Linked DNA regions of Mus musculus: region 2 is linked to region 1. Evidence: chromatin contacts called from public HiChIP or PLAC-seq data. All regions are on one chromosome and are shown on one strand. The core of a region is the stretch at or near the end of the contact, and the rest is flanking DNA. Distances in the headings are between cores, read along the strand shown.

Region 1 (5,312 bases), core at 2,625-5,124:
ATGTCAAATGGTTCTCGTAGCAATTAAAGGGAGAGGAGAAAGGGGGAGGAAGCACTGAAGGTGAGAATTCAGACAGGGGCCAGGAGAGGCTGGAGCCTAACTAGGGGAGGGGTCTGAAGAGAAAGCATACGCTTTGGGGAAGGTAGAGAGCACACAACATGGTGATTCATAATTAAGTCCATCTTCCTAGACAATGTACTTATAGATCAGTTAAAGAGCTGAACTTGCATTCTTCCATCAGGTACATATTTATCTACAAATTCTGTACAGCACAACCAATATCCTTACATGACTATATGATTTGAGGCATTCGTGCATGTTCACAGAGCAGAAAATCCATACATCCATGTTTTGGATGCTCAGTTTCTAAATGTCTTCATTTTGATGACCTTATATCAGTAGAGGGATCTCATAGCTAACACTCCACATTAACTTAGGAACCATCCTTAGCAATAAGTAGAGGTAAACTATTTCATTGACTTTTGATACTTTCATTATTGCTGATTTCTTAAGAGATTTTAGTAAACATTATATATAAATGCATATATATATATAACATATGTTACATTATGTATACAGATATTCCTTTTTAAACCATTTATTTCTATATGTCTGTGTGTGCTTGTGTGTGTCCTCAGAGGCCAGAGGAGGGTGTTGGACTTTCTGGAGCCAGAGTAAAGGGGGTTGTGACTTTGTGGCTACTGGAAACCAGCTTGTAGTTTTCTAGAAGAGTAGCAAGCACCCTTAACTGCCAAACCATCTCTCCAGCCCCTTGGCTGACATTTAAAGAGAGGTTTCCTTAAACAGTAGGCACAGTGCCACTTTCCTCATTTCTCTGTTTAAATATGTAAAGCCAGGCGTGGCGATGCATGCTCATAACTCCCTCCTCTGGGAGGCTGAGGTGGTAAGGAGCAAATCAATGCAGCAGGCGCTGTATGTTGAGATCCTGTCTGCTCTCCACCACAAAGGCAGGCAGTAGTCCCAAGGAGAATGGCCATAGTGTGCTCCCTTCCGGAGTCTGAGAGTTAAGAGAAAAGGGTGTGTGATGTAGTAAGGAGTGTCTGAAGACAGGAAGCAGTTGGCAAATTGTTCGAGGGACATGGGCACAGACACAAGTGACATCTTCGGGAAAAGGGAATGGAGAGAGAGAGAGAGAGCATGAGCACGCTTTGGTAATTTGGTTTAAAGTTATATACAGTTGAAACATCACACACATTCTCTCTTCTTCTCCCTCCTCCTTAATGTTATTAGAAAAGCAGTAACTTGCTATGAATTAAACATTCTAGATCCCTTAGGGTTAGACAAATAAGCAGGAGACTATTAATTTCATGATTTTAGCTTTCAGCAAGAAAAGATACATTTAACTAAAGCAAACTCTAGGAGATGGAGGGAGGGGTGAGCAATAGACTTGAGAACTATTTAGAAGAGACTGAAGACAGTGTAAACATTGGCTTGGATAATCATGTATAAAGTTGAGATTTGTAGGTTAGACGTAGATAGCAAAAGACCACAGATAATTTGAAATCTGAAATGCCAACAATTGCTAACCAAAAACTGTCCTACTGGGGAGAAGCAGAGGGTAGCTCTATAGGTACAGTATAAACACATGAATATGGCCTGACACAGTTGTGTGTGTGTGTGTGTGTGTGTGTGTGTGTGTACAGAAGGTAACTGATCCCTTAAAGAGGACGGGGACCTATCTGATGGTGAGGATGGCTCTGCCAGGAACCACTAGAAGCAGCCTGATAACTGGCACCTGGCTAGTGCTCTGAAGAAGAGGCAAAAAACAAGACTAGAGAAGGAAAAAAACTTGATAGACAAACACCAAATAACAGAAAATTCAACAGCATTTGAACCTACAAAAAATATCAGAAAGTAAAGAAGGTAAAGAGAAAGAGAGGGACAAAGAGAGGGAGAGGGAGAGAGAGGGAGAGAGAGGGGGAGAGAGGGAGAGGAGAGGGAGAGAGGGAGAGAGGCAGAGAGGGAGAAGAGGGAGAGGGAGAAGAGGGGGAGAGAGAGAGAGGGAGAAGAGAGGGAGAGAGGGAGAGAGGCAGAGAGGCAGAGAGGGAGAGAGGGAGAGAGGGAGGGGGAGGGGAGGGGGAGGGGGGAAGAGGGCCGGAGAGGGAGAGAGAGAAAGAGGAGAGTCCTTTGGATTTAACAAGAAATACCCATACCACCAGCAAAGAACCATTCAGTTCTTCAGGACAGAATGGGAACCAAGCAAGTGAAAATTTCAAGTAGCTACTCCTTCTAAAAGAAACAAAGAAGCAAATAACTTGGAACACAGAATCTAGTGGTGGTTTTAATTAAAAAGGGACATTTATCAGTGGAAAGGCATCAGCTAAGAGAGGGACCATTTATAGATGCCACAGGAAAGGGCCATCTTATGTGGAGATATCTACCAGGAAAAGCAGAAATAGGTAGAGGGGTTAACTTTAACACAGAGGAAAGGACAAAGGGGTTCCCAGATTTTCCCAGTATCTCAGAAAGCCTTCTGGGAAGCACAACTAAGTACAACGTCAGGTTTCTTTATTTTTGGCTAGCATTAGGCCAACCCTGGGGGTTAGCTCTGGTTATTGAAGGTGGATCAGAAATTCTAATTTGGTGTTGATGACATCATAGTATGTGTCTAGGATGTGATTGGCAGGCCACATATTGTTAGCCCAGTTATCTGGTTGTTGTCGTATCTGATTCAATTCTGCCAGCATGTGATCAGCCTCAGATCAGAAGAAAGAGCCAAAATTAAGCGACCACTTGCAGGGAACAGTGCCTAAGTGTTTGTACACTTATTTAACTTTATTGCTTATTAGCATTATATCTATGACAGTGATGTATGTGATTTCATTTAAGCGACAAGAATCTTTCATCATCATATGATGATTGTGGCTGGAAACATAATTTTAAAAATCCTTCAGTGGAGAGGATGGGAGTGACTCGACAGGATCTCTAAGTCCCTTTTCTCTAACATTCGAGAATGTTGAGAAGGGTCTGGAAGCACAAGGTTGGGGTTGGCTAAAAGTTGTAAAGAAGACTTGCCAACACCTCCAACTCAACAATGACTTACTTGTTCTAACCACAACATGCAAATAGCCATTCTTGTCTACAAGGCAACTCAAGACCAAGGGTATGAATAAGAATGCTTTTCAAAGGACACACAGAGTGCTGGGTCTATTGATAATCACAAAACATTAACCAAGTTTAAGGATTGCCACAGGCAACCAATCTGCTACCCTGGCCAACCTTAGTGTCAACAAAGATATTGTGTAAACATAAAGGAGAAAGGGGCTCTTATACTGACATCCACACCAACTTAGACACACTGTACAGGATGCATCTACACCCACTGCAACTGGACAAACAGCACATTGGGCAGTTGAGTATTAAACGGTGAACATGGGCCTTACACTTGAGTTGGGTGTTCGGATTTACAGCCACCCCAACACCTGGCCAGCATCTTAGGTGCAGAGGAACTTGCCAGACAGGTCGTGGGTGGCCTGCCGTTAAGGCCCCACGACCGTGGGAGAGCAGAGAGTAGAAAGTCCAGAAAGGGTGTGATGGGGGAAGCAGGGAGTGTACTTTTTTTTCCCGGAACAGTAGTTCTATTGCCCTAACCTGGGCTCAGGTAGCTGCCAGTCCACTTGGGCATAGCCCCGGAGCTGACATCTGGGCCGGGCTGCAGGCCCTGGCCCTCTGCCCCCCCAACACCCATACAGTCACCATGCCTGTGCAGCCGTCGCCGCCCGCTGCCGCCAGTGACCCGGTGACCCCGGAGGCCCGTCTGGGCCCGGTGACCCCGGAGCCCCGGGCATCCGGACCCCCGTCACAGGCGCAGCCGCTATTAAGGCAGGAGGCTACCAGGGAGGAGGAAGGGGAGGAGACAGGCGGCCAGGGCGCCTGGGGCACCGGCACGGCTGAGCAACGGCGGCGGGGTTGGGGGGAGGCCGACGAGGGCACGGGGAAGGCCGGCGGCACGGAGGCCGCAGGCTCGGACCCCTCGGCCCGCGGTTCGGGCGACGGGCAAGGGAGCTGGCGGCCGCTTCTCGGCTGGCTACGGCGCCCGCCGCCCCAGTGCTGCCCCTGCGCGGCGCCCCTTCCCCGCTCCGCCGCGCACTGTTGTCATGGAGGAACCAAGATGGCGGCTCTGGCCTACAACCTGGGCAAGCGGGAGATCAACCACTACTTCAGCGTGAGGAGCGCCAAGGTGCTGGCGCTGGTGGCCGTGCTGCTGCTCGCAGCGTGCCACCTCGCGTCCCGCCGCTACCGAGGTGAGCCGGCCCTCCCCCCGGCCCGGGCCGGCTCGGCCCGGGGGGAGGCGGCGCCGCGGCCCCGAGCGCGGGAGGCCGCCCCCCGCCGCAGCACGCCCACGCGCCGGCGGCCTCCCGCGGCCCCGCGGCGCCCCACGTGCCCGGGCCGACCCCTGCGGGCCCCTGCCCCCAGCCTCCCGCTCTCGGGGCCACCTCCTGCTGGAGCGGGGCTCCGGAGGCGCGCCCGGCCCCGCGCCCCGGTGCAGGAGGTCGAACCAGGGGCCCCCGGGGGCAGCCCTGGCGGCACCGCCTCCCGGATGCTGGGGTCGCACACGGTGCGCCCGTGGGGTCTGCCTCCTGCCCTGCCACTTCAGGGCCCAACGGTTGGACAGCGGCTTGGGCCGCCCTGCTTACTTTTGCCAAAAGGGCCAGTGTGGCTAAAGATGCCCATGGCCCACCTCCCTCCCGTGGAGGAGGTGCCACCAGCCTTTCAAACACTTTTCAAGAGTTTGGGTTGCACAGTTTTTGTTTTTGTTTTTACAAATAAAGACACTGAGGCAGGATTTTGGTTTTTGTTTGTTTCTTAAAGGAGTTAAGGAGTTGACCGGACTAGACGTGAGCGGGCGAAGCAAATAGTTAAGCCTTTTGAAAGCTGGCCTTCAATATGGGTTTACATACTGGTGGAAAGCTGGAAAGGAACCAATGAACTCTTCTCAGAAGGAATTATCCTTCAGTTGTCAAGGGATATTTGCTTGTTTTTTTGATTGATTTTTTTTCCCCTTTCCTTACGATAAATGCCACCAGGACAGTCACTGACAGTAGGAGGGAAATTATAATGATAGGATCTTTTGGTTTTGACCTTTGGTATCCTAAAAGTCATTATATGGACAGCTCTTGGTGACTGTGAGATAATTAGACAAATGTGACAGCCACGTGCACATTAGCGCTGGGCCCATTTATACTGTACAGCCCAGTCACGAGAGTACTAGAGTCTCGGCTGTATTCCCATTTCACATGATCTCTCAAAGTGGAGGCCATTTTGGTCAAACTTGATGGTTTGTTTCTACC
Region 2 (5,636 bases), core at 646-3,145, 58 kb after region 1:
ACCTCCACAGCTGTCGTGATACTTTGGGTCTCTAGGTATCAATGTCAAATTTTCTTCAAATGCCTGGTTATTTCTTTCTTTCACTGAAGCAACGGCATGCGTGTTTAATGTCCATAGAACTGTATGAGGAAAAGACAAGATATTTTTACATTCAGTGGGTTCCCGATCTGAGTACTTAAAGACCTCTGGAGCTAACATTCAGGTCACTAAATCCTGAAATTACTTCTCAGCTGTGTTGCTTTTGCATCTCAGGATATGAGGTCCTCTCTGGAAGTTCCCAAATAGACACTGCAGCTTTAAAACCTAGTCTATGGCTGTTAACTGCCCAGAATTCCTCTACATCGTCTACAGAACTCTCTTCACTGTCCTTATTCTTCTTGAAACTTTCAAAAGTCCCAATTATCACACTTGTAAAAGCTCTTTCCTCCTCTAGGACATTTGATCAAATCAACCTCCGGGAAAGCTTTGGCAATTATATTAGCATCTTATGCTGAGTAGCCATGATCCATGTTCTACTTAATAATGGCTCTTCATTGACAATTGAACAGAATACTCTGGCCTCCTAACGTAACTTCATTTTTACCATCTATCTTCTCAAACTTCTCTAGCTGCCTGCTGTGTACCCAGAAAGCAAAAGGAATTAGATGTCTAAAAGATCGGCTATGGGAAATACTTGTGAAAAAGAAGGGAGAAATGACATAGCAGGGGTCCACAGACAAAGCCCCTTTGCAGGCTGTGACATTTACACACAGAACAGTGTGTGTGCCAGGATCCTTAAGAAGATGTGTCACAACAGTGTCAAGAAATCATAGTGAGGGTGGTGGGGACCCTAGAACTAAGACTGTCCATCAGAGATGCCAAGTATTGAAAAGGTGTATGGTCAGTTAATACCTTTGTCATGCCTGGCCGTGGCTGGGATCAGTAGTCACAGACAGACAGAACTTCTAATAACACCAAGGCTGTTCCCAAGGTTTAAAGTGGGGGTTATCTGTCCACTGCCATCCTATATAGTGCATTTATAGCCGGCATCTCAGAGCAACACTTCCAGGACAATCGCAATAACCTACCTTGGCTGAGTACTTAAAGATCTCTGGAGCTAACATACAAGTTACTAAAGCCTGAAAACAAAAATAAAAAATTAAGGGATCATTTATAGTTAATAATAATGATAAACCAGAATTTACAATTAAATTCTCATGCTCCATGCAAAAAACAGAAAAAAAAAACAGGGATAGTCATATGTATGTGAAAATTAATAATACAGAGAACACAGTATTTTAATAAGCAAAGAATGGAGGGAGACAAAATATAATTTAATTTTAATCTCCGATGCAGAAAGAATGGCTTAGTCATACAAACAAAAGAAAATAAAATTCACACAATCATAATTTCTCTTAGTCAAAAAAAAAAAAAAAACAAAATTAAAAAGCAAAGTAGAAAAAAAGTTTAATGTGCTTACTTTTAATATCCTTATATAAGGATTTTAAAATTATTTTAATCAAGGTGTTGTCTAACTTGTGGCTGCTGCTTTCTAGTGTGTACGGCAGCATAGAACAGTTCATTTCAGCGCATTGGTTTTCATTTCATAACTAGCTAACTCAGAAAGAACTCGGATCACAGCAAAGCTAGTCGTTCTCAGTAGCCTACTGACACTTTGTGTTTACGTCACTTTTTTTTTTTCCTTTTGAAATGTGCTACTGTGGGCTTTCTGTGACACTGTCTGTGTTGTCTGGGACCCCGCCAATGTAGGTATGAATGTCCAGAGCCCCGACTGTCCGTGACTGAGAGCAAATTCTAAGGTCTTCCTGTAAAAACTACCAGCCCTTAGTGCTTCCCGCAGCTCAATCACGGTGTGCAATCACGGTGTGCAAGAAAGATGGCCGTTCTGGTGAGGGTTTTAGCGTGCAGACAAAAGCTTTCTGTCACCCTGTGTCCCTCTAGCAGCTCACGCCTACATTTGCTAAGTCAGTGAGCCAAAAGCGATATGGCTGACACTGGCCGGAGTTTTGCACTTTCACGGATGTGCTGATAGCTTGCTTTTGAGTCTTACTTAGTCATTGTGAATTATTTTTCTCTTCTGTGTTGTAATCGTCTAGTTTTTAATTCTTTTCTACGGCCTTGAGTCTTCCGTGCCAGGCCCGGGGTTCCATAGTTTTCCACAGTTCTAATCCGAGCAGGACTGTGAGTAAGAGCGGACATTTTAGGAGACAGAAACTTAAATCGCAGTGATCCCGCCACGAAGCGGGAGTGCATGCTTCATTTACAGGAAGAATCTAGCCATTAAAATAAAAAAATAAAAAAAAAATCAGTGGAGAGATCGGTCTATCACTCGGTGAGATCAGAAAGAAGGTTCCAGAGGGTCGGCATTCCTCGCGGAGCCTCCAGGGTTCTGGTTATCTTTAAAAGCCAGAGGAGACAGAAAGTCTGCTGAGATGGGAAGGTATGCGGGAGCCACCACCTGCCACTAACCTCTCTCCCAAGATCAAGACACTTGGCTGTGTAGTTACCAGCACCGGTCACTAACTTCTTCCAAGGACAAAATGTTTGGTTATGTATTTATTGTTATATGGAAATAGATTTTGGTAGTTCAAAATGTAAAACGTCCTAAGGAGAAGTAGCACAAAGTTTCAGGTTTTCCTGGTTTGCCCAGTTCTTGTGCTTTCTACCACCCAACTACAAGGAATCCTGTCTCTTAGCTTCTTGTGTTCTTGAAAATTTGTTTCAAAGATGGCAAAGAAAATTGCTATTTTTTTCCCCTCCTAACATAAAACATACCAGAGTTTTGAGCTTTTTCTCACCTAAAAATATTCCTTAGTGTCTTTCTCTATTAAGATACTACCTTTCCATTGTAGGGGGGGGGGGGGGAGAGAAAGTGAGCAAGAAAGACAGAGAATATGTGTGAGAGTGAGTGTGAGTGTGTGTGTGTGTGTGTGTGTGTGTGTGTGTGTGTGAGAGAGAGAGTGTGTGAGTGAGTGTGTGTGTGAGAGAGAGAGTGTGAGTGAGTGTGTGTGTGTGTGAGTGAGTGTGAGTGTGTGTGTGTGTGTGTGAGTGAGTGTGAGTGTATGTGTGTGTGTGTGTGTGTGTGTGTGTGTGTGTGTGTGTGTGTGTGTGTGTCTGTGGAAGGACAACTTTCCGGTGCCATCCACTTTGGTTTTCTGAGATGAGATCTCTCTGTGCCTGGAACTGGCCAGGTTAGAGCAGCTGGCCAGTCATCTAGAGCTCAGCCTGCGACTGTCCCCTTCATGTGTCACTATCCAACTCAAGATTGAACTCAAATCCTCACAAATGACAGATACTTTATTATCACTGTGGCCCTCTGTATCTTCTTCTTTTTTAACCATCACATAGTGTGGCTCTAAGTCGTTGGCATGGTAACATGCCACCATAATCTTTAAGTACTGATACTGTTAACTCCATTCAAATCATATTAAAAGTGCCACAGCACAAATAGCCTTGCTTATATGTCATTTCGCACTTATAAGAGTGCCTGTATGAGAGACATCATCAGATGTGGAATTACTGAGTTGTGGGGAACATGCACTCTTAATGTTATTCAGGGAGCCTGCCCTCCTTGGCGCCCTTGGGGCTGTACACCTCCCATAGCAACACTCTAGTCTCTCCCAACACCGTAGCTCTCCCTTAATACTGCAGTGTCACTGCAGACTCTGTCACAAGTTTAAAAGGCATTCATGTTTCTCTCCAGGTGAACAATTTGGTGCGATTGCTTGCCCTCTCAGTCTATGAGGCTGCCTTAACAAAAAGGCTAACAGAAGAGTGGCCAAGAAGCTAGAAATTTATTCCTCTCACTCCTGAAGTCTGGGAAGACCTAGATGGAGATGTCAGCAGACCCCGTCTGTGAGGTCCTCGTGCCAGTATCAGAGACAGCAGCCTTCTCTCCATATCCCCATGGTGGAGGGGTAAGGCATGTAGGTCTCTGAAGCCCCTCTTGTCACACTGCTGATGTCCTGCATGGGGGAATTCATCTGCGTGCCCTCATTACTCCACAAAGGTCCCACCCTCTCATACCAAAGCTTGGCAGTGTTAATTTCAGTATATAAATACATGTGTGGGCTGTACAGGTGTCTAGACCTAAGCAATGCTTATCCATTGCTTTTTTCCCCTTCTTACAAACTGTTAATAATTCTTTATATAATTGGGAGATTAGCTCATTGTCAATGATGTAAAATATAAATACATTTTCTCACTCTGCCTTTTGTTTATTGTTTTGTTCTACAAGAGAAGATTTTTTTCAGAGAATAGATTGTGTCAATCTGCCATCTTAGGACGTTTGCATTTGAATACTTTTTGAATAAATAGGATTTCCCATTCTTCTTTAACAAAGGAAGCAATAAAGAAAAGCTGACAGTCGTTTAGACCTGAGTGGTGTATGCTAGAATCCAATTTAGTTTTGTTTCAGATGACCACTCTGTTGCCAGAACCAATTTTCAAGTAGTCTGTCTTTTCCGTAAGTGACTTCTTGTTGACTATAGCATGTCCCTAGACCACTAGGTATATACGAAACAATATTTTCATAGTGTCACCGACATTTACGCAGCAACTTCCCACAGTGTTAATTGCAGAGGATTCCAGTTTCTTTACCTCACAATACACTGTAAAAGTTACCTATTACTGGTGAAAGAATCCTTCTCTATTTTTTAATAAGAAGCCTACTAACAATTTTTATAAGATTTATTTATTTTATTTACATGAGTACACTATAGCTGTCTTCAGACACACCAGAACAGGGTATTGGATCACCATTACAGATGGTTGTATGCTACCATTTGGTTGCTGGGAATTGAACTAAGGACCTATGGAAGAGCAGTAAGTGCTCTTAGCCCCTGAGCCATCTCTCCAGCCTGCCTGTTAACAATTGTTATGCTTACTTTTCCCAATTATATTTAAAGTTAACTTCTCTACTTCCAAAAATATCCTAGTCTCACAAATAAAACAAGCTTTACTAACTGCAGGATAAATGATATTCTTTGGTTCTTAAGTTCAGAAATGGTGGACTTTTTCACTTATGCAAGTCTTTTTGTGATCATCATGGTGGCATTTTGAAATTTCCAGTTACATAAAATTCCCCCAGGACAATTCATTCCTAGATGTTTTAGTTGCTGATGTTTGGTTATTGTTTGGCTGTCATTTTAAGTGAGGAACATCTCCCTAGTACCTTGTAACTAGTATATATATATATATATATATATATATATATATATATATATATAGTTGTCTTTATATTAAATCTCTATCCCACTATATTAGCCAGTTTTAAAGGTGATTTTTCTTACTTGTTTGTGATTGTTTATCTGGCTCTTCTTAATGCTTATATTTTTCTTCGTCCTTATATTGATAGTTCAGCCTACTCGTGCTTTAGTTTTCTGCTTCTGATGACTCTGCATTATCAGATTGTCATGTCACTTTTGTGGTCTTGTCTTGGTGACTCATGTGTAAGCTGCTTGGGTCCTAACACCTCTGTACTTCCCTCTCACAGGATGGACCCTGACAAGCAAACACCGGTCTGGGCTCTGTTTCAAACTACTGGGTTCCATTTGTTGAAAGGAGAGTAAAGATTGCTGCTACTTTTTGGAGACAATAGAGATGACCTTTTCATTTTAAACTATTGGTTAATTAAT

What was found. HiChIP or PLAC-seq counts read pairs in DNA pulled down with a chosen protein or histone mark.
Region 2: an H3K27ac HiChIP or PLAC-seq map of embryonic stem cells shows a contact between it and region 1, with 10 read pairs. The contact joins the enhancer-like site here to the promoter of Casd1 in region 1. A contact is called at or near these places in 4 of 484 Hi-C or Micro-C datasets (the G1E-ER4 cell line, the N1E-115 cell line, group 2 innate lymphoid cells and 1 more), 4 of 115 datasets of contacts at active chromatin or transcription factors (CD8 T cells, the SCID.adh cell line and embryonic stem cells) and 1 of 9 other capture datasets (liver).

What each region holds. Positions count from the first base shown.
Region 1 is chr6:4,597,037-4,602,348 of GRCm38.p6, forward strand. Casd1 (CAS1 domain containing 1) reads left to right here and starts at 3,875. Exons shown (of 18, transcript NM_145398.4): 1 at 3,875-4,265. The coding sequence starts at 4,133.
Region 2 is chr6:4,657,161-4,662,796 of GRCm38.p6, forward strand. It overlaps Gm38761 (a long non-coding RNA gene), which reads left to right. Exons shown (of 2, transcript XR_868766.2): 2 at 3,704-4,210. Among named protein-coding and RNA genes, the nearest start is that of Gm38761, 5.4 kb to the left of the region's middle. Within about 2 kb of position 1,896, at least 5 of the 459 cell types and tissues checked have an H3K27ac peak or open chromatin away from gene starts, as enhancers often do. A contact at or near this core is called in embryonic stem cells, where this site is marked.